Regions from separate parts of the Ovis aries genome. Here region 1 is linked to region 2. Evidence: chromatin contacts called from public Hi-C data. All regions are on one chromosome and are shown on one strand. Each heading gives the region's core, a stretch centred on a gene start, on an enhancer-like site or on the middle of the called end of the contact. The rest is flanking DNA. Distances are from core to core; before and after follow the strand shown.

Region 1 (6,573 bases), core at 970-3,469, 180 kb before region 2:
ACACTGCCCCTAACATACATGCACACACCTCTCTCCCTGGCCATGCCTTCCTTCCTCATTATTCAAGTTTCTCAGTTTAAATGTTCCATCTTTTGGGAGACCTTCCCTGACTGTGCTGCTCCTAACCTCAGGCTAAAGTACACCCTCTCTCATATTCACTCATAGCACCCTGACTTTCCTTTCCAAAGCATTCTCCATCTTGTATTCCTGAAGTCTTCTCCCTCGCTGCACTGCGACCTCCCTGGTGGCACTGAGGAGCCGGGTCTCTCTTAATCACTGCTGGCAGATGGTAGGCCCTCCGTAAATGACACACGGGGCCTTCTCTTGTGGTCCAGTGGCTGGGACACCACGCTTCTCATGCAGGGGGGCTGGGGCTTGATCCCTGGTCAGGGAACTGGCTCCTGCAGGCCACAACTAAAGATCCCATGTGCCGCAATTAAGACCCAGCGTATCCAAATAAATTCATTTTTTTACTAAGTAAAAAAACATAAATTTCACTTGAATGAATACTGCATGAAGGAAACCATGAAAGGGAGAGAGATACAGACAAACACCCTCCATCAGGCACTGCTCCAGGAAGGCTGGCAGAGTGGAAAGAGTCCCTGGCTGCGGGCATGGGGGAGGGATGGGTGGGAAGTCTTCACAGGAAGGAGGAGGAATGAGAAAGGTGAAGAGGAAAGGAAAGAGCAGCCCAGGTAGGAAAAACTGCAGGGGTGAAGACGTGGGGTGGGGCTCTGACATTCCCTGGGCCTGGGGAGACACTAGGCCAGTGATCAGGGCCGCAGACATGGGGAAGCTATGGGCCCCCAGCCCTGGGTCTGTGTTCTCCCAGGAGCACAGGCCAGTGCCTCCCTTCCGCTCTGCCTCTCCCCTCCTGACCTCCGCCCACCCTGATACTTTGTTTAAGAGCTTTCAGAAGCTCTGGATCTGGAGTCCTTAAGAAGGTAGAGTAGTCCAGTGAGCAGGATTCTCCATCGTCTCCTTCTTTCTCCTCTTCCTCCATCCCTCTCTCCCTCCCTTCCATCCTTCCATTCTTTACCAATTTCAACTCATATTTACCAAGCTCCTTCTATGTGTTAAAAGTTGGAGAGAGAATTTTCCTCTCATTCTCTCTGAAACCTTTGAAAAATGAATCCAGCCAGAAACCAGACACAGTTCCACTGGGCTGGAGCCGTGGTAGGGGAAGCAGAGGGGAGCTGGCAGGCAGGCAGACAAGAGCAGGAACAGCATCTCGGCCGGGTCCCCAAGCAGGCACAGATTTAGGGGTCAGGTGAGCGGAGCTGCCAGTGCAGAAATGGGGCAAAGAGTCAGCAGGATGAGCTCCAAAGCACTGGCCCTGGACATGGAGGGAAGCTGAGCTCAGGAGAGAGAGAGAAGGGGCAGCTTGAATCCCTGCTGGAAGAAACAGGCAGAGCATGGAGAAGGGCAGGGGATATGCCCTTGTTTCCTTTCCTTGCTGTCTCCTACCAGCATGACCTCTGGTTCTCTCCCTGAAGAGAACTTAACTTTTAAATGCCTTGGTTGCTTTTCTCTACCAAGGGGGAGCTTAAACCTGCCAATGAAGGCTGCTGCTTAGCTCCTTAGAGCAAAGCAGGGTGGGGCAGGCTGAGTTCTGAAGGCCGGGCTGCGCAGGGCGGGTGCTCTGCAAGTTGATGTATGCCCAGGGCAGCTACCAGCTACAGCCCTGAAATGAGACTGGCTCTGAGGTTGACTTGGGGACATAGGTGTGGCACTCAGTGATTTTCTCTGGTGTTACTGAGTGGGGTTTCCTGTGTACTGGCTCCCTAACTTGACCCTGGGTGTTGAGAGAATGTTGTCCACTTAACGTCACCCAGGGAATTCACCCCAGAGCTGACTGACCTGCTGAGGATTCTCGGTCTGTGCTTCTGAGCTTTGATGGATGGCCTGAGAGCTGAGGAAGGGGATGGCCTGGAACAAAAGCCAGACATGCCGCTCGCAGCCAAGCCTGACAAAGCTCTCTCTCTCACAGACCCTTCCTCAGGACAGCAGAGCCCTCCTGGGGAGAAGGCTGCCCCTCAGGCCACCGAGGCAGGCAGAACCCAGTGCCCAGAAGGAAACTTTCAATCAGATTAAGTGCCTTTTTTGATGAGACAGAAGGAATGAGGAGGAGAGGCCCTGCCAGGCAGCTCTGGACTTACAGAGGGCACGAAAGAATGTCATCTGAGGAGTGGGGAGAGAGGACAAAGAGCTTAGTGTGACAGGAAGCCTGGGAGGAATAAAGCCAGCAAAGGGAGCCAGAGGGGGAGAGGGCCACAAAGAAAGGAGGAGGAGCCCGCCAGGCGGATGCAGGAACACAAAGAGGAGGGGCATGGTGCCTCTAAGTGCCTGGGCCAGAGCTGGGGAGCCCCGACAGGAGGGGAAGCTGCAAGGTCAGTGTGTCTGTACACCCAGAGTCATCATCTGAGAGGCCAGCCCAGCCCAGCCCTCTGGGATGGATCTGATGGATCGGAGGAAAGGACGGGCCCCTTTGTTGAGGCAGTCAGGCCCTGCCTGCAGCCAGCCATGGAGAGCCCTGCTGCTGACCCCAACCTTCGAGCACAGCTGCCACATGTCACTTTACGGAGCAGCACTAGGGGTTCTGAGGGCAAAGGTGGAAGGAAGTTGTTTCTGTCCCTACTGTTTTGTTCTTTGGGAGTCCTAAACATTCAGCAGGGCGGGAAACAGGAGTGCAGGCCAGGTGTCTGTAGGAAGGAGGGAAGGGGCAGAGTTGGCCAGGCTGCCTGGGAGAGGCCTGGGGTGAGGCCCAGGGTTCATTTGTTCATTCAACAAACACATGTTCACCATCTACTAAAAACAGAGCAAACAAGCCAGAATCTCTGCCTCTTGAAGTCTAGTTCACATTCCAGCTGAAAGCTATGGTTTTTCCAGTAGTCATGTACAGATGTGAGAGTTGGACCTTAAAGAAGTCCGGGCAGTGAAGAATGGATGCTCTTGAACTGTGGTGCTGGAGGAGACTCTTGAGAGTCCCTTGGACAGTAAGGAGATCCAACCAGTCCATCCTAAAGGAGATCAACCCTGAATATTCATTGGAAGGACTGATGCTGAAGCTGAAGCTCCGATATTTTGGTCACCTGATGCTAAGAGTCAACTCACTGGACATGAGTCTGAGAAAAACTCTGGGAGATAGTAAAGAACAAGGAAGCCTGGTGTGCTGCATTTCATGGGGTCACAAGGAGTCAGACAAGACTTAGCAGCTGAACAACAATTGTTCAGTGCTTACTGTGCACCACATGCTAAGTCCTTCCATTCATCTGTTCGTTTCATCAGTACAGTGTCCTGCGGGTCTGGTTTCCAGTGTCACCATGCCATTTTACTCCCTTCCACAGCCCATATCACTTCCTGACACACTATGTTTATTTCGATTACTTGTCTGTGTCTCTTCACTAGAATGTTAGCTTCCTGATGGTGAGAATTTGTTTCATGCTCAGCACCTAGAACAATGCTTAGCATACAGTAGGCCCTCAATATATAGTTGATGAATGACAGTACTATTATCCCCATTTTACAGATGAGGAAACTGGGGCCCCAAGTGGTTAAGTAGCTTGCTCAGATTACAGCTAGAAAGTAGCAGAAATAGGATATAAATCCAGGAAACTTGGCTCTGGAGACACATAACTACAACAACAGACCACTGGCCCGAGTATAGCGTGACTAGGCCTGAGTTGGGGATATTGTGTGGAAAGGGTGGACCAAAGTATTCAGCTCATAGGTAGGAAAAAGAAAGCCCTGAGTGGGAGGTGGTAAGCGCTGACGATTAACTTAGCTCTTTGACATTTGTGCTAAGAGTACTGGTATTAACCAGGTATGAATATAATCATATAGAAACCAACAGATATCTACTGAACCCCTTTAGTGTGCAAAGCGCCACACGAGGGGTTAAGAGAAATATCACAAAGTTTAAAGGAGACACTTGGCACTCAAGGAGCTTATAATCTTAATCGCGGAGACAAAGCAGTAGCACATGGAAAGTTGATAGCGAAGGCGGTAATATCAAGAGTATCGTAAAGTAGCATGTGGTTAACAGACAGATCAGCAGCCCAAAGAGCAAGTTCTTCACCCTAAAGGAAGTGGGCGTCTCTGAGGCCTGGGTGGATGGAGAAGCTTCATGGAGGGAATAAGTCTTCACTGGCCCTGGCAGAGCGAGAGGGCTGGGGATGTGAGTAAGGCGGGTGAGGAAGCAGGAGGAGGCTGGGACGAGGAAAACTCCTTGAGCAGAAAGTGCTGTGATGCAGCGCGGCGGCGGCGCTGGGTGGGACTTGCGAGATAAACAGACCTGGTCAGCTGCAGAAGGGAGCCTGAACACGGGAGTAGTAAGGGGAGGATAGAGCCAGGCTGCGGAGGGCTTTGAAGGCAGGATGCAGATGTGACATGGAGCTTATGGATGTCTGTCCATCCTGAACTAGGAAGGAGCCCAGAGACAGGGAAGCAAAACAGAAGGAGCGGAAAGGCTAAAACACCTGTGGCTGAGGGCACAGGCCTTAGACGCAGCGTGAGTTCAGATTTCACTTTTGCCTCTTCTGAGTCGCGTGAAAGACCAAGCCATGTAACATTTCTTGAGGCTTGTTTCCTGCGCTCTAATAAAAAAGCAGTGACAACAACAAAACCATCTCATTAGGTGCTGCGAAGTTAATCTAATGAGAAACAACATACGCAACGCACCGAGCACTGTGCTCAGTAAGTGGTGACTTTCAAAAGCCATGGACTAGATCCACTAAGAAGGCTTGGTTCTCAGCCCCAAGAACCAGAAAGCAAGGCCAGACCATGTTCCATCCTGGCCTCCCCTCGTGTGACTGACCCCTTTTGACCCCTGCTTTGATGCCCTGGCCCTCATTCCTTCCATCACACATGCAAGTACATACTTGTATATAAGGCTAAATAAAACTCCTGCAGAAACAGGACAGGAAGCTGGAAAGATATCATAAAGTCTCTTTATGTAACAGGAATTCCTGTTCCCAGGAGAGTGTTGGTTTAACAGGATGTAGAGGGACCAAGGAAACAGATGGCTGGGAAGTGAATGTTATGGAACAATACAGGAAGGTAGTGCCTTCCTAGGCTCAGGACAGACAAACTAGTTCTATTATTATAGCTGCTGCTTCTGTGCTGCTGCTGCTGCTTTTTTTTTTTTTTTCCCTTTATGTAGTATTTGCTTGCCTGCCCCTGAAGGCAGTTTCAGGACTTCAGCAAAATACAAGCTAGTACCTGTTTTCATCATGATAGCTAAGATAGTTTAAGGATTTTGTTTTGTTCTGTCTTCGTTTTTGGAGGTGCATTCCTTAATATTTCAGCCTTAGCTACAATGATTGTTTTGACGTTGTCAATCAAGAACTCAGTGGGCAACAGCTTAAATGCTTTCAATATTACCATCAATTGCTTGATTTTTAAATAGAGTTTTAATTTCTAAAGTATTTTATTAATTATTCACCAATTAAAGCAAAGCTAGAAATTGCAGCTTCATTTCAAAAGTATTGCTTGGGGGATAAGATCACGAGAAAGCATCAACTACCCTTCTGTCAGTTATGCCCCAGCAATAAACTAGGTGATGGTGAGCCTCCACTGCTGCTAATGTTTTAATGTGCCTACTCAGTGCCAGGTATGGCACTAGGTTCTGTGTGTAAAGTGGTGAACAAGACCTCATAGTCTTCACCCTCATGGAATTTTCTAGTAAACTTTTCTAAAGCACATTCAGCCCTTTGCAGAGCAGGCTGACCTAATTTTTCACCCACTTGTTCTTTGAGAAGTTGTGATGAATTTGTGAATGTTCCATTCACATTCTTCCCCAGCATCCTTTGTGGCTGGAATGCACACATAAATGAGGAAGCAAGGCAGGTGTGAATCAGACCATTGTAAACCCAGCTCAGACCCTGATCTTGCGGCTTAATCTGCACTCTGTTCTAACCCGCTGCTAACCAGGTGGAGTGTGTACAAGCATGCTCAGTCATGTCTGACTCCTTGCGACCCCATGGACTGTAGCCTGCCAGCCTCCTTTGTCCATGCATTTTTCCAGGCAAGAATACTGGAGTGGGTTGCTATTTCCTACTCCAGGGGATATTCCAGACCCAAGGGGTTGAACCTGCATCTTCTGCATTGGCAGGCAGAATATATATATATATTTTTTGACCACTGATCCCCCTGGGAAGCCTAACCAGCTGGAGACAAGCTCCCTAATAAACCACTGTAAAATTACATTCTGAAGTGATTCCTTATTCATGTTTCTGGCCAAACATGTTTCCTGTATATCTGTTGGTGCACAGGGCATCTCTGCACAAATGGTGTATGGCCCTTCCCATGTTTTATTTCATTTTCCATTCAAAAGAAGCCTGTGAGGCAGATGAGTCAGGCAATGGTGTCTTTCACGTGGTGAGGAATGACTTCTCCAGTCTTGTAGATGAAGAGAAGCTGGGCAGGCTTGTTGGTCACTCCAGGCCAGGGCTGCCCACCTCCCCAGTGCCTTCTGGACCAACCTCACAGACTAATCTGGGCTTTACAAAGTCAAGTGCACTTGTACATCACTATATACTGAGCCCCTGTCTGTGTGATGCTCTTTTCTCTGAG
Region 2 (6,198 bases), core at 414-2,913:
AGATGGCTGGCACCGATGCAATGAACATGAACTTGGGCAAACTCCAGGAGATGGTGAGGGAAGGGGAGGCCTAGAGTCCATGGGGTCGCAAGGAGTCAGACACGACTGGCGAATAAACAACAGTAACGCCTATGGCAAGCTGGAGGGGGAAGGGTTTTGGTAAGGCCTTCTTAATCTGTCACTCTTGATCACAAAACTGCCACATTGATTGGAACAAGGGTGGCATTTTATGTTGTGTCTCCGACATTAAGACCAAGGGTGTGACAGGTAATAATGGTCCACCCATCATATTACCGCAAAAGATCGGAGATTTCCCCCGACACTCCTGCGTTTGCTCTTATATTCCATACATTTTCACTTCTGTAACCCCTTCTTGAACCTGTGAAACCTGCTTCCATTTTCACTGTTTGTCATTCTTTTCATATTTTCCTGGGGCTACTTCTTTAACCTTCAGGAGTTGCCCACCCCCCACACACACTCACATACACCGAGTTTTATCAGTTTATAGTATTTCCTATCTGTTCTCCCTTTATACTTATCTTCCTTTTAGACTGAAGATTCTAATTCTTTCTAGCTTCTTCACACATAGCCTTACAGTTATATTAATAGAGTCTCTTTTCTGAGAGAGACTTAAAAGTATATATTTTTAGGAAAGGAACTCATTAGCTACAGCAGAGCTGGGTGATTTTTTTTTTAAGAAGAAATGTTCATTATGGATTTGTGATTTTCCTTTTAGAAGAAATGTTTATTATAGATTTTTTTTGTTTTAAAGTAAATTGTCCTTAAGACAAATTGGAAAATAAATATAATAATAGCATAGTTGGGAAGACATTGGGGAGACTGTTTTCTCAGATTAACCAAGGTTATATAGGCAAGGCCAGGTTGTAAATAGCACAGTGCCTGCAGACGAAACAGCTCTCCTGACTCCGCCGTTAGCAAGTGTCAGGACAGAGTGTAGCCTTTTGTTCCCACGAGCTCCCTAGTGAATGAATGGCCCTTTCTTTTGTCGTCAGCCCTTGTGGATTCTTGCTGAAGCCACTTGTGAGCTTTTCTAAGACATCTGCAGTTTCTGAGCTTGCTTTGCAGGTTAGATGAAGGGACGGGACTGGAGCCTTACCCTGGAGAGGAGACCAGAGTCCTTGGACTTCTTCCTCTGGGTGTGCACTGGCTACTTAGGAGCCTAGAGCCACTTGGAGCCCCGTCCTTTATGGGGTTAATGCTCCCAAATGCTCTTTCTAAGAGGGGCTTACAGATTTGACGGTCTGCCCAAGGCTCAGATCTCACAAGACCATTTCCTGCAGTCGGCTGGCCAGGGCTACATTAGGTCACCCTGCAGATTAAAAGAGGAGTAATTATGTGAATTCCAGTGCCAAGAATAAGTGCCCCGGGCTGTGGGGGCCTCGGTGGGGGCAGGGGCGGCAAGGCTGCAGCCCCTAAGCCCGCTTTGTGCTCAAGATGGTTGCAGCCATGGTCACGGTTAAATAGCTGTCTTTGAGGAAGGTCTTTTCTTCCAGCAAGGGAAATCAGTCCAGTCTGCTCTGAATTAGCCAGCTCACAAAGTCATGAAAGGGACTTACAAAAACAATGGCACGCTGTACATTCTGTGAGATTTTAACAAGTTATACGAACCAAATAATGGCCCAGTTGGCTGGCTCTGCAGGTTTTTGCCTGAGTGTGCACATCCAGAGAGCCAGTGCCGCCCCGTGGACCAGAAGATCAAACACTGCCAGCAGTGAATGGGAAACAGCCCTGGAGCTCATCTTGGGAGCAAGGAAAGACAGCTCGCATCCAGCTCCTCCCACTCCACCCCAAAAACCTTCTCTACAAAGATTCCTCGGAAGCTTAATGTTACTACAGTTTTAAAAGATTGCTGAGGCAGGGTGAGAAGAATAGACTTGGAGGATATTCTTTCATTTCATGGAATCCTATCCTGCAGGTCTGTGAAAATGTGGCCATTTATAAAAAGTGAAACTTCATCATGAAAACATACATCTATTTAGAAATCTGTATGTTAGTGTCTATAGTGGCATTATTTCTAACTGACAAAAACTGGAAAAAGCACCAGTGTCTTTTGACTGCTGAGCGGATGAACCGCAGACCCACACAGTGACATCCTCTTCAGCATTAAGAAGGAATGGACCGTGGGATGCAGATAAAACCTGGCAGTACCAAGAGCAGATCAGTGGTTGAAGGGGTGCAGGAGGGAATAGGGCAGCTTTGGGGGAATGATAGAGATACTTTAATTGGGGTTGTTTCAGATGTCATAGAACTGTACGGGAAGGGGTGATTTTAGTATTTGCAAATTATACCTCACCGAGCCTGACTTTAAAAAAGCAAACTGCAGCCTTAAGTACTGCCATCTCACTATGGGAGATTTTTGATTTTGAGATGGGCCATGTCAAACTGCTGACCAGATGGAGAGAGTGCTGAGCTTGTGGGTATTTTTACTGCTTTGGTTCATTCAGCAGATAGTTTGGGGCAGATTTGTATGCTAGTAATTGTTCAGTCAAGTCAGGCTGGGTAGGAGGGAAGTGTCATCAAGAGCCTGACCTGAATGGAGAGGATATATGTATACCATGGCCAGCTTAACCTGGGATAGTGACAGCAGGAATGGAAAGTCAGGGCAGGTGCTGGAGGCCTTCTAGAGATAGAATTAAGAGTCATTGTATGAGATGAGTTGACAGTTCTGGCAGGACTTAAATGGAGGTGGTGATGGAGAAGCAGCCAGGGGGAAATCCAGAGTTCACACAGCGCTTGGCATCTTGCCTGAAGTCAGTAAGGATTTTAGGGGCGGAAGGGAGATTTTCGATTGAAGACCATGTTACCACAATGATGTTACGTTAAGCATCTGGGATAGCATTAGCCTGGGGGCTGGGGCAGCAGGGGGTGTGCGGGGGACAGTCAGCAAACTACAGCCTGGGACCAAATCTCGCCTGCTGTCTGTTGCTGTAGTACACAAGCTAAAATAGATTTATGTTTCTGCATGTCTGTTTATTTTTTTAAAGAAGAATGTAAAAGTTGTGAAATTCAAATTTCAGCATGCATAAATTTTACTGAAACACAGCCACACCCATTCATTGGTGCGCCACCACTTTCTCACTGTGAGGGTGCAGTTGAGTAGTCGTGACAGACTAGGCAGCAAAGCTGAGCTGTTCACTGTCTGGACCTTGACAGCGAAGGTTTGCAGACCAGACCCCTCCTCTAGGCTGTGTACACACACGCTATCCTTGTTTCCCTTCTGAACAGAGTGTAGCAGGCTTTCAACAAAAATCTCATCTTTTCACGCCAGCACTTCCATGATGCAGTCTTGGGTCATCAACATCACCTTGACCTTGCCTAATGACATAGCAGTGAGTCCTTGTGCAAATTGTGTGTGCTTGCATAACCTCAGGGATGATGCTGTTGCAACACTGCGCGGCCTGGACGTATTTCGGCATCTCGTCGGGTAGACCTGTCTGCTCTGAGTAGCAGTGTCTCTCTAGTCATGTTAGCATCTTCGGCTCTGCTGGGTGAGCAGGTGTGTGGAAACAGCTGGAGTCCTGACTGCTCCTACCTGGCGTTTGTGTGAATAACTCCTCAGGCCAGACGTTGCCAGGATAGCCTGAGATGTATTTTGTCAGTGTCCCAGGTCAGAAGCAAATTCTCCCTACACCCCTGAACTTGATGGTTTGAATCAAGGTCGAAGCCGGGGCTGCCCTCTGAAGGTGCTCGAGGGAGCCTGGTCTGGCCTGTAAGTGGGATATGGCAGGCTCACATGCTTGTTCTGGGCTACAGCCTTCATCCTTGGCTGAAGAAAGAGGACTCTTCTTAGATCCCAATCAGACAGAGAGGCGGTGAAGAGATAACTCACATGTAAGCAAGGATTGAAGCCACGGCCTCTGACCAGAATCAGCTGTATAACTGGGCTTCATGGCCCTCCCCTTGTGGCCTGTCTATCTCTAAGCTCATCTCCTGCCATCCACCTTACTCACAAACTTTTCCATGCTGGCTTTTCCTGCTGCCCTGGGTCTTTGCCTTTCCTTAGGCTGGAAGGTTCTTTTGTGGTAGAAGAGCTGAGTGGCTTGAAGCGGGTGCTAGATTGCTGTCATGGGTTGAACTGTGTACCCCCGCAAGATGTGTTGAAGTCCTAAGACATCTGTCCTAACACCAGTACCTGTGAAAGTAACTGCATTTGGAAAGAAGATCATTGCAGATGTGATCAAATTAAGGTGCGGTTGTGCTGGGTTGCTTCCCAGGTAGCTCAGTGGTGAAGAATCCTCCTGCCAAGCTGGAGTTGCGGGTTCAATCACTGGGTCAGGAAAATCCCTGGAGAAGGGAATGGCAACCTTTGGTAGTATTCTTGCCTGGGAAATCCCATGGCTAGAGGAGCCTGGTGGGCTACAGTCCATGGGGTCACAAGAGTTAGACACAACTTAACAACTAAACAACAATCCAATGACTGGTGTCTTATAAGAAGAGGGGAATTTGGACACACAGGGAGCATGCCAAGCAATGACAGAGACAGATCGGGGTTGATGTGTGCGTAGGCTTAGGAACACCGAGGATTGCCAGCAGCCACCACAGGGCAGGAAGAGGCAAGGAAGGTTCCCACCTTAGAGCCTTCAGAGAGCGTGTAGACCTGGGACACCTTGATTTTGGACTCCTAGCCTCCTGAACTGTCAGAGAATATGTTTCTATTTTAAAGCCATTGAGTTTGTGGTAACTTGCTACAGCAGCCCTAGGAAACTAATACAGATACACAGCCCCATCTTAGCCATTTCCTCATGCTTGTGTGACGCTGGGGCAAGTTCCTAAAATTCTCTGGAGCTCAATTTCCTCAACAATAAATGGGAGAAGTAGGGCTTAAATGAATTAATGCTCACAAAATTGTTAACGCAGTGCCTGCCATGTCGATAACACTCAGGAAATGCTGGTTTTGTAGCTGTCACCCTAATTCTTGTGTGCCTCATGCACCCCCATTCAGATTCCACTGCCTCAGAGAGACCTCCCCGACCTCCCTGCTAAAAGCAACTCTCCGGTCACTGTGTTACTACTCCATTATCTGCATAGCACTTGTGCCAAATTCTATAGTTCCGTCAATAACAACAACCAACTCCTCAGAACTCAGAACTGTGAGTTCTCAGGGCAAGAATTCACATTCTGAGGGCAAGGACCCTTTCGTGTCCTCTTAATAAACATTTAGCAACACGGTCTGATGATCCTATACAACCAGATAGGAAGGACATTTAAATTGAGGGGAGAGCCAGTGAGGTTGTTCCAAAGATCTCTCAGTTTCCCAGAATAAGTGGCACTCACATCTCTAAAATTTTTTTCAGAAATTCTTCAGTGATTTTATCCCACGCCTAACCTCTCTGCCCTTGCCAACATAGTATAGGATAAAAACCTTGGGGTCACAGTTGCACCATAAAAACTCACACATTTAGCACATTTAGGCAGAAGTATATGGTAAAGAGGGCTTCCCTGGTTGCTCAGATGATAAATAATCTGCCTGCAATGCAGGAGACCTCGGTTTGATCTCTGGGTCAGAAAGACGCCCTGGAGAAGGAAATGGCAACCCGCTCTAGTATTCTTGCCTGGGAAATTCCTTGGACAGAGGAGCCTGGCAGGCTATATCCATGGGGTTTCAAAGAGTCAGACACAACTGAGCAACTTGCACTACTACTGATACTACTATACACTGTTTAAAAGTGTAATTCTGACAACCTCCATGCTTCTGACCTCTGGGATCTTGTTATCAGCTATGGGGTTCCAGTAGGCAGTCAGGCTCCTCAGTATTGGAACCGTTTGCTGTTAAATTCTGCCCCCTAGTGGTAATTGAATGACATAACAGCACAGCATTTGGCAGCAATACACCTGTGTGTTCTGGGAGGTTTCATATTAAATGTAATGGGCTTCCCTGGTGGCTCAGATGGTAAAGAATTCGCCTGCATTGTGGGAGACCTGGGTTCGATCTCTGGGTTGGAAAGATCCCCTGGAGGAGGGCATGGTAACTCACTCCAGTATTCTTGTCTGGAGAATCCCATGGACAGAGGAGCCTTGTGGGCTAGAGTCCATGATATCACAAAGAGTCAGACAGGACTGAGTGACTTAGCATAATATTAAATGTGATAGTGTGCCATAGCATTACATTAACAACTTCAGAACTAAGGGCTCTGTTTAAAGTTTGTAAAATGGCAAGTCATTATCATTAGCTTCATA

The links. A called contact is a pair of places that touch in the nucleus more often than the background predicts.
Region 1: a Hi-C map of hypothalamus shows a contact between it and region 2, with 8 times the contacts expected there. The contact joins two enhancer-like sites. A contact is called at or near these places in 15 of 16 Hi-C or Micro-C datasets (blood, hypothalamus, liver and 7 more).

What each region holds. Positions count from the first base shown.
Region 1 is chr1:70,995,692-71,002,264 of ARS-UI_Ramb_v3.0, reverse strand. No RefSeq gene overlaps it. Among named protein-coding and RNA genes, the nearest start is that of TRNAR-UCU, 14 kb to the left of the region's middle. Within about 2 kb of position 2,219, at least 12 of the 54 cell types and tissues checked have an H3K27ac peak or open chromatin away from gene starts, as enhancers often do. A contact at or near this core is called in hypothalamus, where this site is marked.
Region 2 is chr1:70,817,641-70,823,838 of ARS-UI_Ramb_v3.0, reverse strand. The region is part of intron 3 of BCAR3 (BCAR3 adaptor protein, NSP family member); the gene reads left to right. Among named protein-coding and RNA genes, the nearest start is that of BCAR3, 140 kb to the left of the region's middle. Within about 2 kb of position 1,663, at least 8 of the 54 cell types and tissues checked have an H3K27ac peak or open chromatin away from gene starts, as enhancers often do. A contact at or near this core is called in hypothalamus, where this site is marked.